Linked DNA regions of Mus musculus: regions 1, 2, 4 and 5 are each linked to region 3. Evidence: chromatin contacts called from public promoter capture Hi-C data. All regions are on one chromosome and are shown on one strand. Each heading gives the region's core, a stretch centred on a gene start, on an enhancer-like site or on the middle of the called end of the contact. The rest is flanking DNA. Distances are from core to core; before and after follow the strand shown. Region 1 holds the start of Rexo1 (REX1, RNA exonuclease 1). Region 2 overlaps Dot1l (DOT1-like, histone H3 methyltransferase (S. cerevisiae)). Region 3 holds the start of Slc39a3 (solute carrier family 39 (zinc transporter), member 3). Region 4 holds the start of Mfsd12 (major facilitator superfamily domain containing 12). Region 5 holds the start of Tbxa2r (thromboxane A2 receptor).

What was found. Promoter capture Hi-C pulls out the DNA fragments that hold promoters and counts their contacts.
Region 1: a promoter capture Hi-C map of pre-B cells shows a contact between it and region 3, with 6 times the contacts expected there. The contact joins the promoter of Rexo1 here to the promoter of Slc39a3 in region 3. A contact is called at or near these places in 2 of 39 promoter capture datasets (liver and pre-B cells) and 2 of 484 Hi-C or Micro-C datasets (both in embryonic stem cells).
Region 2: a contact with region 3 is called in a promoter capture Hi-C map of liver. The contact joins the enhancer-like site here to the promoter of Slc39a3 in region 3. A contact is called at or near these places in 18 of 39 promoter capture datasets (the 3T3-L1 cell line, the C10 cell line, cranial neural crest and 10 more), 1 of 484 Hi-C or Micro-C datasets (muscle stem cells), 4 of 115 datasets of contacts at active chromatin or transcription factors (bone marrow-derived macrophages, cardiomyocytes, embryonic hindbrain and 1 more) and 1 of 9 other capture datasets (adipose tissue).
Region 4: a contact with region 3 is called in a promoter capture Hi-C map of liver. The contact joins the promoter of Mfsd12 here to the promoter of Slc39a3 in region 3. A contact is called at or near these places in 9 of 39 promoter capture datasets (cranial neural crest, embryonic stem cells, fetal liver and 5 more), 1 of 484 Hi-C or Micro-C datasets (embryonic stem cells), 1 of 115 datasets of contacts at active chromatin or transcription factors (effector CD8 T cells) and 1 of 9 other capture datasets (pancreatic islet).
Region 5: a promoter capture Hi-C map of liver shows a contact between it and region 3. The contact joins the promoter of Tbxa2r here to the promoter of Slc39a3 in region 3. A contact is called at or near these places in 3 of 39 promoter capture datasets (liver, neutrophils and pre-B cells) and 1 of 9 other capture datasets (adipose tissue).

The regions. Positions count from the first base shown.
Region 1 is chr10:80,560,278-80,562,977 of GRCm38.p6, reverse strand. Rexo1 (REX1, RNA exonuclease 1) reads left to right here and starts at 1,418. Exons shown (of 15, transcript NM_025852.3): 1 at 1,418-1,714. The coding sequence starts at 1,558.
Region 2 is chr10:80,765,413-80,768,112 of GRCm38.p6, reverse strand. It overlaps Dot1l (DOT1-like, histone H3 methyltransferase (S. cerevisiae)), which reads right to left. Exons shown (of 28, transcript NM_199322.2): 3 at 1,876-1,950. Among named protein-coding and RNA genes, the nearest start is that of Dot1l, 12 kb to the right of the region's middle. Within about 2 kb of position 1,417, at least 57 of the 459 cell types and tissues checked have an H3K27ac peak or open chromatin away from gene starts, as enhancers often do. A contact at or near this core is called in adipose tissue, embryonic stem cells, liver and 1 more, where this site is marked.
Region 3 is chr10:81,035,964-81,038,706 of GRCm38.p6, reverse strand. It overlaps Slc39a3 (solute carrier family 39 (zinc transporter), member 3), which reads left to right and starts at 1,392. Exons shown (of 4, transcript NM_001358898.2): 1 at 1,392-1,503.
Region 4 is chr10:81,356,194-81,358,893 of GRCm38.p6, reverse strand. Mfsd12 (major facilitator superfamily domain containing 12) reads right to left here and starts at 1,403. Exons shown (of 10, transcript NM_028657.4): 1 at 1,008-1,403. The coding sequence starts at 1,296.
Region 5 is chr10:81,327,280-81,329,979 of GRCm38.p6, reverse strand. It overlaps Tbxa2r (thromboxane A2 receptor), which reads right to left and starts at 1,277. Exons shown (of 3, transcript NM_001277265.1): 1 at 1,063-1,277.

The DNA.
Region 1 (2,700 bases), core at 169-2,668, 480 kb after region 3:
GGCTGAGGCAGATGGATTTTATAGATTTGAAAATGAGATGAGCCTGGAGTGCAGAAGGAGAATCTTTTAAAATAAACACCAAATAAATTGATTAAAAATTTAAAAAGCAGGCGGCCATGGTGACTCAGGCCTGTAATCTTAGCATTTAGGAAAACTGTCAGAAGTCCAAGATCAGTCTAGGCTACAGTGCCAGACCCTGTCCAGACAAACAGAAAGAGGGGTTCTGGGGATGTTGCTCAGTGACTGGAGTAACTGTCTAGCAAGCACAAGGCTTTGCGTTTCATCTCCAGCACTGTGTAATGGGCAAGTCCATCCAGTCTGTGTTACATGAGACCTTACCTCAATCAAAAGCAAAACAGAAAAGCGGTTGGGGAGAGGGCTCAGTGGGTTAGAAAGCTGTGCACAGGTCTCAGGACCTGAGTTCTAATCCCCAGCACCCATTTAAAGCTGGGTATGACCAGGTGAGTGCCACCCTAGGCTTTGGGGTGGAGGCAAGCAGATGCTGGGAGCTTGCTAGCCAGCCTGCCCAGCTGAAGTACTTCAGTGAAGAAGCCTGTCTTAAAGGAAAGAAAATGGAAGACTAAACAAAGGGGTGGGAAGCTGTATGCTCCTCTAACCTCTGCATGCGGGTGCACAGTGTCGCCTCCCTCCAAACACCCCAGAACAAAGCAAAAACAAAAAAACAAAAAAACAAAAAAAAAAAAATCAAATATATTTCCAGAGTGTAGCTTAGTTGGAGTGCCCTTGTCTAGTGTATGTATCTAGGCACGGCAAAAAGAAAAAAGAAATGCCCCACTGATACCCCTCGTGGTTAGGTGACTATTTGAGCATCAATTAGGTAGGTTTCTCAGGATAGGCACCTCAGCCAATTAAGACCCTGGCTAGAGAGTTGGCTCAGTGGTGAAGAGCACTTACAGCAATTGGAGACTTGGGTTCGGTTCCCAGTACTCACATGACCGTTCATAACCATGAGTAGCTCCAATTTCTGGGTATCCAAAGCCCTTTTCTGACTTCAGCGAGAATCAGAAACACTCATGTTGCACATACATAGAATTAGAAAGTAAATCCTAAATCAAACAAAAACCCTGGCCGTGAAGCTCTCCTCGTCCTCCGGGGGGCGCACGACGGCCTTATATAGCCAAAGATTACAGCGGAGACTCGCGGTGCATTTCCAGCCAGGCGCACTCTGGACAGCCCAGGCTTCTCAGGGGCTTGAGGCTCAAGATTGCGAAGCTGCACCCGCGAAAGTCCGGTGCCGGAAGGTTCTCAGGACCAGAAGCATATAATCACGCGTTCTTTAAAGCTTCTCTTGTCCTAAGCTTCGGGTCTTCCGACGGCTACAGTTCCGCGGGAGACGACATTGTAAGCAGGCGCACTTCAGTCAGCCCTTCCCGGCGTCCCTAGCGACAGCGTCCCGGGGGCCTCTGGGGGCCTCGGGGCAAGATGGCGGCGTCGGCGGGGTCCGAAAAGCGCGAGCGGAAGCCTCCGGGGCGAGTGTGAGGAGGGGTCCCGGGGTCCCGGGTATCTCCGGGCCGGGGCCCCGCTGCGGAACGGACCATGCTACGTTCTACCGGCTTCTTCCGCTCCATCGACTGCCCATACTGGGCGGGAGCTCCCGGGGGGCCTTGCCGGCGGCCCTACTGCCACTTCCGGCACCGCGGAGCTCGGGGTCCCGGCGCTCCCGGTAGCGGCGGCGCAGCATCTCCTGCATCAGGTAAAGCCCATAGGACCGCCCTGGGTCCCACAGCCCGCCCGTGCTACATGTTTCCCTTGCTCAGCCAGACCGCGCACTGTCAGATTGCTGTCCCTCTCCTAGCTGCCATCGCGATGCTGTGCAAATGTCTAGACCTCTCTGGTCATTAAAGCATAAAGACGGTCACGACGGAGCGAGAGACCGTGCATCCCCGTCCCCAAGCTAGGGGACTTGGTGCAACTCCTCCGGTTCTTATTCTGTCCACCTTGTTCCGAACGATATATCATTCCCTCCCGTCACCACGCACGCCACCCTGTGCGCTTGTGGCATACCTTGTTTACGAACGCGACAGTTTCCTGGGATGAGTCCCCCCCCCCCCCCCACTGTCTCCAGTAGTTGGATGCACAAGGCCATAGGGGCACCTGCTGTTTGTCGAGCGGAAAACCCCCTTGCCTTGAACGGGTGTGGACTTTGAGCTTGGCAGGGAGCATGTCGCAATTAGTGTGATGACATTTTGAAGAAGGCCTCAGGGATCAGGCAGTGTGTAGGAAGTATTGTATTAGAGAAAAGACATTAAGGTTTTGTTATTTGTCTTTTGTTTGTTTTTACTGTTGTAGGCCAGGCTAGTTTTGGACCCAGGACCCTGAAGCTGCAACCTCCTAGGTTCTGGGATGGCCCTAACCGGACCCTTAGGATTCCAATTGCATTTAAAGAAGACATTGGAGAGCCTAGAGAGATGGCTCCGATTTAAGAGCACTTTCTGTTTTGGGCTGGGCCTGCTGCGTGCACACTTTTAGTCCCGTTTCTCTAGAGGCATTGCCGGGTGGACCTCTGAGTTTGAGTCCAGCCTGGTCTATATAGGAAGCCTTGTTCCAGAAATCCATAGCCAGTGAGTCCCTGTCTGAGGGGTGGGGGCCACGCTTGCTACTGTTGCAGAGGCCCTGGATTGGGTTACCAGCAGCCACATGGCTGGTTTGTAAACCCAGTTCCAAGGCACCAGCCATGTG
Region 2 (2,700 bases), core at 168-2,667, 270 kb after region 3:
CTGGCCCACACTGACAACTCCAGCTCTCAGGAGGTGGAAAGATGCAGAGATGGACAATGTTACAAGTTCAAGCCAGCCAGGGCTATACAGTGAAACCTGTCTCCAAAAAAGAAAACGAAGTTGGAACATGTGAGACAGCCTAGTATAGCAATGACAGCAATGGCTACCTCTGCAAGAGTATTCAGGTTCTGTTCCCAGCACCCACAAAGAGGCTCACAACCAGCTATAGCTTCAGCTCCAGGGGATTCTTCTGGCCCCTGTGGGTACTGCCTGCATATGTTGTAGAGACAAACAAATGGGCAAACGTTCACACTCAAAGTAAAAATAAATGGAGCCGTTTAAAAAGGAGGCAAGCAGGCATAGTGCCTTGGATTGCTTGGGCAGTGGAGGCCCTGCCAATTTCTGGACTCCAGGCCACCATCAGCCAGGACCAGGTGCAGGGGTATCTGGCTTTTGGACAGGCCTGGGGCAGGACCCCTTAATTTCTTGGTTTCTTTGAGAAGACCCCTGTGTACTTTGACCGCCAAGTAGCAGAAGCACAGTTCTAGGGATGAGAGTGCTACTCCACACCCCCTATGTTCAGGGATACCCTAAATGCCCAGGAGGAGACTAATGCTGGGGACAGGATGCTCTGGAACACTAAGACACACAGACAGCTTCCTCCCCATGTGAGGGAGTCACACAATGCCACTTGATGCCCCAGCACTCTGGTGTGTTACAGTATGAACCTGGACTGGCCCCAATCATGTGTCTTACACCTTTCTTTCTCTCTTTTTTTTTTTTTTAAAGATTTATTTATTTATTATATGTAAGTATACTGTAGCTGTCTTCAGACACTCCAGAAGAGGGTGTCAGATCTTGTTACAGATGGTTGTGAGCCACCATGTGGTTGCTGGGATTTGAACTCCGGACCTTCAGAAGAGCAGTCGGGTGCTCTTACCCACTGAGCCATCTCACCAGCCCACCTTTCTTTCTCTTAAAAGGAACCCAGGACAGCTGCAGCCACAGAACAGAGCATGGCATCCCTGAACCGGGAAAAGCCAAAGCAGGGCGAGGTGTTGGCACACACAACTACAGTCCCAGCTACTTGGAATTTGGGTCATGCGAGCCCCAGGAGTTTGAGGTCACACCAGGTAAGGTAAGAAAGCCTACTCGACGACCAGAGGGGTGGAGGGTCCCACTGCAGGGTTCTGGGTGGGTTCCTCACATGAAAAAAGTCGTTTCCTGGGGTCCAGGAGCTTCACAGAGGAAGTGAGATAGAGGGCTGAAGTTAATTCCAACTCTATAAGGACACAGGCTCCTGCCTTGGGTCAGCAGTGAGCTCGAGTCCACTTACACCCAGTTGCTAGTCAGAGGGCAAGGGGCCCAGCCAGTGGACTGTAGGACTGTCCTGTCCCAGTGTCACTAAGGCTGGCAGGAATCCTTTCTAATAATCAGGTCATAGGTCAAGCAAAGCTTTTTTAGGCAGGCTCTGAGCAGGAGGTAGAGCCTGGGCTATTCTTTCTCAAAGAAAAACAAACCTGGCTCCAGGCAGCATTCCAGGGATGCCTTTGCTTCTCCGCCCACTCTGCACAGAAGGCCTACCTAGGTGGGGGCAAGGATTGGCCTCACCCAGCACCTATGGTGGCAAGGTGGAGGCCCATCAACATAGCGCTGGCAGGACCTGCTGTTAAAACGGCCAGTAGCTCTCTCACCAGCCCTGGTAATTTCCCACATATCAATTCAATGTGTACAGTGTAGGAGTTCCCAGTGATTGCCTCACTCCTCCAGCCAGATACACTCTTCTACCAAAAGAGCTTCCCGAAGGAAGCGTAGCAAGGGTGTAGGCAGCGGGGTAGGTGCAGCCCACAGCCTGCTCCATCCCTTCCTGCTCACCTTTTGGTGTCGTAGTCGATCAGGACATAGTTCTCCATGGCCAGCTTGAGATCTGGGATTTCCTCGCAGACCCACCTGAAATGGAACACAGAGGTGTTGCTGGCCTCAGCACGACGCTCTCTGGAGTGTGTGTGTGTGTGTGTGTGTGTGTGTGTGTGTGTGTGTGTGAATGTTACTGTGCAAGTTCATGAGGAGCTATTGAGAAATCACAGATTTTGAGGCCAAGGTCAGTGTTGGCACTTGGAAAAGAAATAAATTCATATATTATGGTAAAAAGCAAAATATTAGACAGGCTCAGTGGTACAAGCCAGCCAATCCAGCACATTGGGTGGGGCTGAGGCATAAAAATTTCTAATTCAAGGCCAGTCTGGGCTACATAATGGGACCTTTCCCCAAGATGGGGAGGGAGCTGGCAAGATGGCTCAGTGGGTAAAAGCAACTGTGGCACAGAACCAACAACCCAAGTTCAATCCTGTAGCCTACACAAGGAGGAGAAGCAATTTCACAAAGCTGCCCTCTGCCCCCACCATATGCTGTGGCATGTGTGTACCTGACAAATCAACCACACACAAACATAATTAAAAAAAAAAAAAAAAAAAACTCTGGGGGAGGGACCAGCTTGGGATATAACACCCCGCCCCACCCCGCCCCCAGACAGGATTTTTCTACACAGCCTTGACTGTCCTGAACTCACTATGTATACCAAGGGGCAAACCAGGCTGGCCTCAAAACTATAGTGATGCTCCTGCCTCTGCCTCACAAGTTCTGCTGGGTTCCACTCCAGCCAGATACACTCTTCCACCAAAAGAGCTTCCTGGAGGCTTA
Region 3 (2,743 bases), core at 143-2,642:
AGATCTATAGTTAGTTAATCCAAACAATAGAATACTATTTAACAATTAGAAAGGAGGACTGAACACAGCTCATCAGTTAAGAAGACTGACTGGCTGCTCTCACAGAGAATGCAGGTTTGTTTCACACATTGTAGCTCAGGACCACCTGTGACTCTGACCCAAGGTCATGCAACACTTTCCTCTGACCTCTTTGGGCACCAGAGACACACATGGCACTTAGACATGCAGGCAAAGCATTCATACACATAAAATCAAACCAAATAAATCTTTAAAAAAATAAGTTATTTACTTATTTAGATGGACAATGGTGGCGCATATTTTTTATTCTGAGCACTCTGGGAGGCAGAGGCAGGCATATCTCTGAGTTTGAGGCTAGCCTGGTCTACAGAGTGACTTCTAGGTCAGCCAGAAACCCTGTCTCAAAAACCAAATAAATAAGTGAAAATACGAGAAGCTCATGTCACATACATCAGGGTAGGCTCATGTGTTAGTGTGCTGTGCATGGCTCTTTTGATACAGTGTCTCATTCTGTAGGCCAGTCTTGGAAGACAGAGTACATGGATCTTCTGCCTCAGCCTCCAGAGTGTGCTGGGATGACAGACATACATCACCATGTGTAAAACTATAGTGTTCTGTAAAGCTTTGATCTGCAGTGAATGAAGCGTCTTTGTCATCTTTGTTGTCTAGCACAGTAAAAGCACGGTTTACACAGCATACATATTGTGTGAGGTGCTCTAGATATAGCAGGAGGCCAGGTATGGTGACTCACACCTACAATCCAAGCGCTCGGGAAGCTGATGCAGGAGGATTCTGAGCTTTCTGCATGCCACCCAGCCTGGGCTGCTCAGCAAGACCGTAGCTCAAACAAATGAATGTAAAAATAAGGCATACTGTGTAGTATCTGTAGGCTCTACTCAGGTGCCATGTCACTTCAGGAGACATTTCCTAGGCTGCAGGTATGGGTAGAATGATTACATTGTTAGTAACTGTAGTGATTGAGGGGCACAGTAGACCTCTTGAGCTTGAATTTATTCTGGCTATCAATAGATATTTGGTGGACGCCTGTATCTTCTTAAGCCGCGAGGAAAGACTTCAAGAATGTTCCATTCGCTGTAGGAAATCGCTTCCTGCCAAGCCTCCAGCCACACTCATTCAGTACCACGCGACCCTGGACAGCTCCGGGATGGAGGCCCTACTTCCGGAACTATGTTGCCAAGTAGTGTTTTCTATCGGAATCATTTGGTAGCTGCACTCATGTTTAGAAAGGAGAAAACTGCTTTCCGGAGCCAGTAGGCGTTGCAGAAGGATTGGCAGCAGCATCGACCAATGGACTATGAGTTCTGTCGAGTGGCACTGACAGTGTCCAATAGACGCTGATGTGGGCGGGGCGTAGGTAGCAGCTCGCAGCCCCGGGGGTCTCGGCTGGTCCGCTGCGGCGGGGTCCGGACCGCGGGGCAGTTGGCGGCAGGTGGCACTGGCTGGAGGCCTGAGGAGCTGTCAGAGGTACAAGAGGGGTCAGGGCGTGGCCTGGGCGTGGCGGGCTTGGGGCAGGGCGGAGCCGAGGGCCCTGGCCGACCGTGCCTGCCTGTTCACAGAGTCTTTGCTTCAGTGTGAGGCTGAGTGGAGCACACAGTAGGCGCACAATAAGTGATTAAGGAAAGACTGAGCTTGTCGCCCGCCAGCCCTGCCCCGACTGGCCCGATTTTGAGAGCACCCGAGGTATCCCTACCTGACCCTGTCTTCTAGCATCAATTGGGCGCCTGTTGTATGCACTTTGCCTTGTGTTCACAGCAGTGGAGGGAAGGACTTTAAGGGAGTTATTTTTGTTGTTAATTTTTTAAAAAATTATAGTAATTATGTCCTTTATAATATTCCTCTAGAATATTTTAATTTTAAAGTTTAACTTAATTTTAACCTTATTTATTTCATCCTAATTTTCTTTCGTATTTTATTTTCATTTTTTTTTTTGTTTTTGTTTTTGTTTTTGTTTTTTTTGTTTTTTGAGACAGGGTTTCTCTGTATAGCCCTGGCTGTCCTGGAACTCACTTTGTAGACCAGGCTGGCCTCGAACTCAGAAATCCGCCTGCCTCTGCCTCCCAAGTGCTGGGATTAAAGGCGTGCGCCACCACTGCCCGGCCTATTTTCATTTTTAAAATTTACTTTCCTTCTTTTTTTTTTCGACAAAATTTACTTTTCAAATTTATTTTATGTGTCTGTGTTTATGCACATGTGTGCAGTGCCCAAAGCGGCCAGAAGAGGGGAATAGATAGATCTTTCTAGGCTAGAATGGAACCTTGGTCATCTGCAAAAACAGCCAGTGCTCTCAACTGCTGAGAGTGTCTCTGCTGCTACTATCTTATCTTATTATTTCATTTCTTTATTTATATTTCTTTCCAAGTCAGGGTTTCTCTTTGTAAACCTGGCTGTCCTGGAACTCACTTTGTAGACCAGGCTGGCCTCGAACTCAGTAATCTGCCTGCCTCTGCCTCCCAAGTGCTGGGACTAAAGGCGTGCGCCACCACTGCCCGGCTGTATTTTCTTTTTAAATTTTGTTGTATTACTTTATTCTGAAGTAGGGTCTTCCTCACTGTCCAGGCTGGTCTCAAATGTGTAGCCGTTGTCCCGCCTCACCCTCCTGTGTACTAAGATGATAGTCACATCCCTTCAGACCGTGTATGTGCACACGTGAGGAGCCTAAACTTCCATATCAGTGTCTTCCTTGATCGCTCCCATAATTTAACAT
Region 4 (2,700 bases), core at 154-2,653, 320 kb before region 3:
GCCTCAGTTAACCCGAGAGTTCTGTCTAGTTCTGGGTTTCCTATGAGACTCAAAATGGTGCAAGATGTTAATCCCAGCACCCAGAAGGCCAGGGATCTGACTCGGAGGCCAGCCTGGGAACATCTCCTGTCTGTCCCACTGTGAAGGGACCCAGGCCTGTGCAAAGTCAGGCTGGCCTGGTATCTCCTGGCAAACATAAGCCCTTCTGAGTATTTCTTTCCATTTTTGGAGACTCAATGAAACAGTCATCCCCCTGCTTCAGCTTTTGAATATGGTGACAGGTGTGCAGGCTGTGCCTTGAAGCCCGGATTCTTCCTGGATCCTGAGAAACTAGAAATTCCAGCCCCTAGGCTGGCAGATGCCACTGGGCCACTGCTGTCTTGAAAAAATGTCATCTAGGGGCGGGGCTGGTTCTGCAACCCCTACCCCAGGCAAAGGGACGGAGCCTTCCAGGAATTCCCCAGGGAGGGGCTACAACCCCAGGGCCAACCTCTCCAACTGTCTACACCAAATGAGAGAGCTGCTGGGGACTACATGCTGGGCCACCCCAGACAGGAGCCACAGGCGAACAGAATGAAGTGGGTGGGCAGCAGGAGGAACACAGGACACAGGATGATAGTCAGGGAAGGGGACTGGGGGGGGGGGGGCAGAGCTGTAAGACTAAAGACAGGGTACAGAATCCTGAAAAGGTAGAGGGAACAGGACTGGCCCACGGATGGCAGTCAGCGGAGAGGATAGGATATAGCGGGAGAGAGAGGACAGACAGACACAAGAGTGACAAAAACGGGGAGATGAGACACTGGGGAGCAGAGGGTAAGAGGGACACAGGATGACAGTCAGAGGGGAGGACTTCCACAGGGCGACAACCACAGGAGAGGACGGACACAGGGCGGCATTCAGAGGGGAGGAATGACACAGGATGACAACCACAGGGGAAGACGGACACAGGACGACGGTTAGAGGGGAAGACGGACACAGGACGACAGTCAGGGCAGGGAAAGGCTCACCCGCTAGGTGCCAGGCCTTGCGGGGCCCACAGCGCACGCAGGAGGCGCGGTCCGCCTCGTAGCCCACGAGCGGCGTGCAGAGCCCGTCGGCCACTTGGCCCAGCAGCAGCAGCAGCCCCGCGCCCCGCGAGCTGTACCCGCGCACGGAGTGCAGGAATAGTAGCAGGTAGGTGAACCACATGCCGGCGCACAGGTCGTTGAGGAAGTGGCCGACCGCGAAGCTCAGCCGCGCGGCGAGGGACAGCGTCCGCGGCGGCCCCGGGCCTGCGTCGTCCGACGGAGGCGACATCGCGGCCGCAAACCCCACCGCCCCACACTGCCGCCCCGCGCTACCCGCGCGGCTACGCTGCCGCCGCTCCCGGGAGCCGCCTCAACAGGGCGGAGCCTCGGAGCAACGGCCACGCTCGCCAACCGGAGCCGCGCGTCTCGGCCCGGCGCCCAATCAGCAAGAGGAGGCGTGGCCTCTGTCCGACGCACTCCCGCGGCCCTAACGCCGCCCTCTGCGGCTCCGACTTTTATCATAGCAGTTCGTTTCTATTTTACTTTCTTCGTGTTTTAATTTGTTTGACTAAAGAAAAAAGTTTTGTTTCTTCTTGTAACAAAGGGTATCTTGTAGCGCAGGCTTTGACATTTCTGCTTAGCAAAAGACAACTTCGAACTCCCCATGGTTCTGGCTCCACCTCCACAGTGCTGGGAGTCACTGAATTTGTCCTTTCACAACCTGAAAGCTTTTTCTTTTGAGACAGGGTCTCATGTAGCCCAGGCCACCCTCAAGCTCAGAACGCAGCTGAGGATAACCTTAGACTTCTGATCCTTCTGCCTCCCTCTGGAACTCCATGGGTGCGGGGTTGCATCCACAAATCACGCCTTTAATATTCTGTTTTCAGTCAGGGTCCCACTAGCTATCCAGGCTAGCCCTGAAGTCCCTCTACAACCTAGGCCGTCCTTGAACTATCAATTCTCCAACCTTAGCCTCGAGGATTGATGGGATTTCGGGCCTGGCTTAGTGAAGGGCGCCCAGATGTCTGTCACTCACCCACACTCTGCCTTGGGCCCCAGCTAGCCTGCAGCTGGAGGCTGGTGCTCACTCCCGCGCGTGCTCCCTGCAGAAGGGGCCAGAATGAGAACACACCGGGGTGATCCCATAAACTTCCAGACATACATAGTGAGGCACTTACAGGACATATTAGTGCTAATTAATTATTAATTACAGAGAATAGCTGGGCAGAACATCAAAATACAGGCTAGTCTTTAATGAGGGCTGCTAGTGCCAGGAGCCCCACGTGGCAGACGCCTGTGTTTCACTCCTACTTACTGGGTGGTTTTGTGGAACACACTCAAAGAAAGGGGAAGTCAGGCCTCTGTTGGCCTGGTGACTCAGAGACACAGGTGCCGAACACCCCCACACAATTCCAGGCCCAGATCATGAGACACATGAGACAAGTGTCCTCCTATCCCCTCCTCCTGACATTTTATTCCTTTTTTCCCCCCAACTGACCTCAAGCTCAGCTCTGTAAACGAGGCTGGCTTTGAACTCCTGATTCTGCTGCCCCCACCTCCTGAGTACTGAATGGCAGGCCTGTGTCATAGCCGCTTGATGGTGGGGTTACCTGTCTGTATCACTGTACATCTTCCTCCGGGGCATTCAGAGACACGCAGGCTGGATCTGAACCCCTAAGTCCCAAATGGACTG
Region 5 (2,700 bases), core at 28-2,527, 290 kb before region 3:
GCTTTGGACACCAGGAAGCAGAAGGATTCTGGAACCCTCCCACCCTGAGTCCCTGGGATGTGGGATGGTCCTGCGTTCCTGAGCCATGTTCCCACCGTTGGGGGTGGAAGGCAGTGGTATTCTGTCTAGGATGGGGCCTCATCCTTGTATATGTGTGCCCTGGGACGCTAGAGCTCATTCCTTGAGGCCCAGGCTGGGTGGCTGAGTTCCAGCCTTGGTGGAATGTGGTGTGTGGCTGGGCTCTGCAGGCTAGGCCCCTCCTCCTTCTCCCAACTCCTCCATCTGCAACAAGCCTCCCCCACCAGGCCTCAGAGCAGCCTGGGCTCCCCACACCTCCATCACCCATAGCCACGCTACACAGCCTCAGTTTTCCCCGTGTAACGAATTTGCCTTCCCTGGTGACTTTCTGCTTATGAGCTCCTGAGGCTGAGCCTTGGCCGCAGCTGTGCCCAGTGGGCTGTTCTGCCAGCACCCCAAATACCCAGTGTGCATGCCCACAACCCCACAGACTCAGGTTCACCTTCACCGCATGCTGTTCCCCCCACTGCCTGCTTCCTGTTTGTGCCACAGTTCCAGGGTGCAGGTGTCATCCTGTGGCAGTGGGCTGGGGGAGGGGCCCCGAGGCCTGTTTTCTGGCATGTTGGATGGATGCCCCTCTCTGGGTAGGACATGTGCCATCGAGATGTGACCCAGGTTCTGAGCTGAGCCTATGTGAGTACAATCACCATGCCCAGCTCCAAGCCACACACTGTAGCTCCCAGCTCCATTCCATCCCACCCCCAACTTCATCACTGCCACAGCATCTTGGACTGGCCTCACCCAGACACAGGAAACCAGTGTACCCACGTACCACCAGGGAAACTGCACTTGCCCAGGCTAGACCACCGGAGTAAATGTCACACCACAGGATCCCCTTCAGGGAACTTTGGCACCTGGTTGCTATCATTCCCCCCTGTAGGCAGGCCACAGCAGGGTTGTTAGTGGATCTGGGTTCCCCAGGATCTATGCAGAGGCTTACCTGGGTACAGTGGTATAGTCACAGTAGGGAGGCAAGGGACTCACCTGTGCTGTTTGTACCTAGGTGTCCTCTGTGGTGTTCCAGGCCAGGCAGAGAGAGCAGGTAGGGGAGTTCCCTGGGGAAACCAAGTCACGTTGGTTGAGGGGAGGCCCCAACAGAAGCCCTGGGGCCGTGGGTACAGGGGAGCACTGGAGACCCTCAGGCGTCCAGGGCTGGAGGGATGGGACTGTGAGGCTGTTTCCCGTCCCGCCCTGTCTCCATCTGTCTTTCTGCCGACTCTCGTCAGCCCCACCCCCTGCGCTGGCGCTGGCCTCGCCTCTCAGCCGCTAGGGTGGGAACCAAGCAGGGCACAAGGGTGACAGAGTAGAGAGAGACATCAGTTGTTGAAAGGTCAGGGACCCAGAGGGAGGCCATGTGGGAAGAGCTGGGAGGCCAAATGGGGCTGGTCCTGACACAGCAGCAACTAACCTTCGCCAAGGCTGTCCAGGAGCCTTCCAGGGATATTGGGTCAGCAAGGCCAGCTCCAGCCTGACTGCAGGGACCAAGAGCTGGAGGGGAAGGAGAGGGCTGGGGTAGGGGAGGTGTAAGGTCGGAGACCAGGCTGTCCTCTAGAGATGGAGCAGTCTTGGGGAACCCTCCCCTGCAGACTCACTGCCTGAAGCCCTGACAGTTGCCCAGGATGACTGAGCCAGGCAGGGGTGTTAGTCCTGTGCCTAGTAGCTGGAGGAGGGGGGCCTGCGTGGAGGAGGTGACCTTGGGTCTCTTTGGCCCTGACAGGTCCTGGTGGGGATTGAGATGCCTGGCCTGGCTGTGACCTCAACCTCCCAGTTCCATAGTCTGCCCAGGGTCAGCCAGACTCTTGTCAGCAGCAGGAAGCCCCTTGCCTGCTGCACCACCCCCACCCTTCCTGCCTTCCCACCCATCCCAACACTAGGTCCTGACCCTGACTGGCCTCTACCCCCGTGAAGTTTGTAGTTCCTCTGATTTCCTAGCTGGGCCTGCCCTGTCTATCCATCCCATAAGCTAGGGACAGAAATGGACACAGATCATCCCACGTTTCTGATCTCAGGCTGCTGAGGCAAAACAAATGTCTTTACCTTCTCAACATTTGGCTAGGTATCAATACTGTGGGTGTAAGGGGTATGAAGATTGGGTTTTTTCGGGGGCTGGTGAGATGGCTCAGCCGGTAAAAGCACTGACTGCTCTTCTGAAGGTCCTGAGTTCAATTCCCAGCAACCACATGGTGGCTCATAACCACCCATAATGAGATCTGATGGCCTCTTCTGGTGCGTCTGAAGACAGCTACAGTGTACTTATTTATAATAATAAATAAATCTTAAAAGAAAAAAAAAAAAGCCGGGCGTGGTGGCACACACCTTTAACCCCAGCACTTGGGAGGCAGAGGCTGGTGAATTTCTGAATTCGAGGCCAGCCTGGTCTACAGAGTGAGTTCCAGGACAGCCAGGGCTACACAGAGAAACCCTGCCTAGGTGTCCTGGCAGGAATGTTTGGTGGTGAGGGTGAGGAGCTGTGGTGGGAAGAGGATCTGAGGCTGCTCTTGATGTGGATGGGTTGGGGTGGATGAAACAGAGAGGTGGTTGTATGTTCTTCCTCTGTCCCTTGACCTGAGATAAGGATATGTTTGGTCTGGAGAATCAGGTAATGGCTGAAGGACACTCATC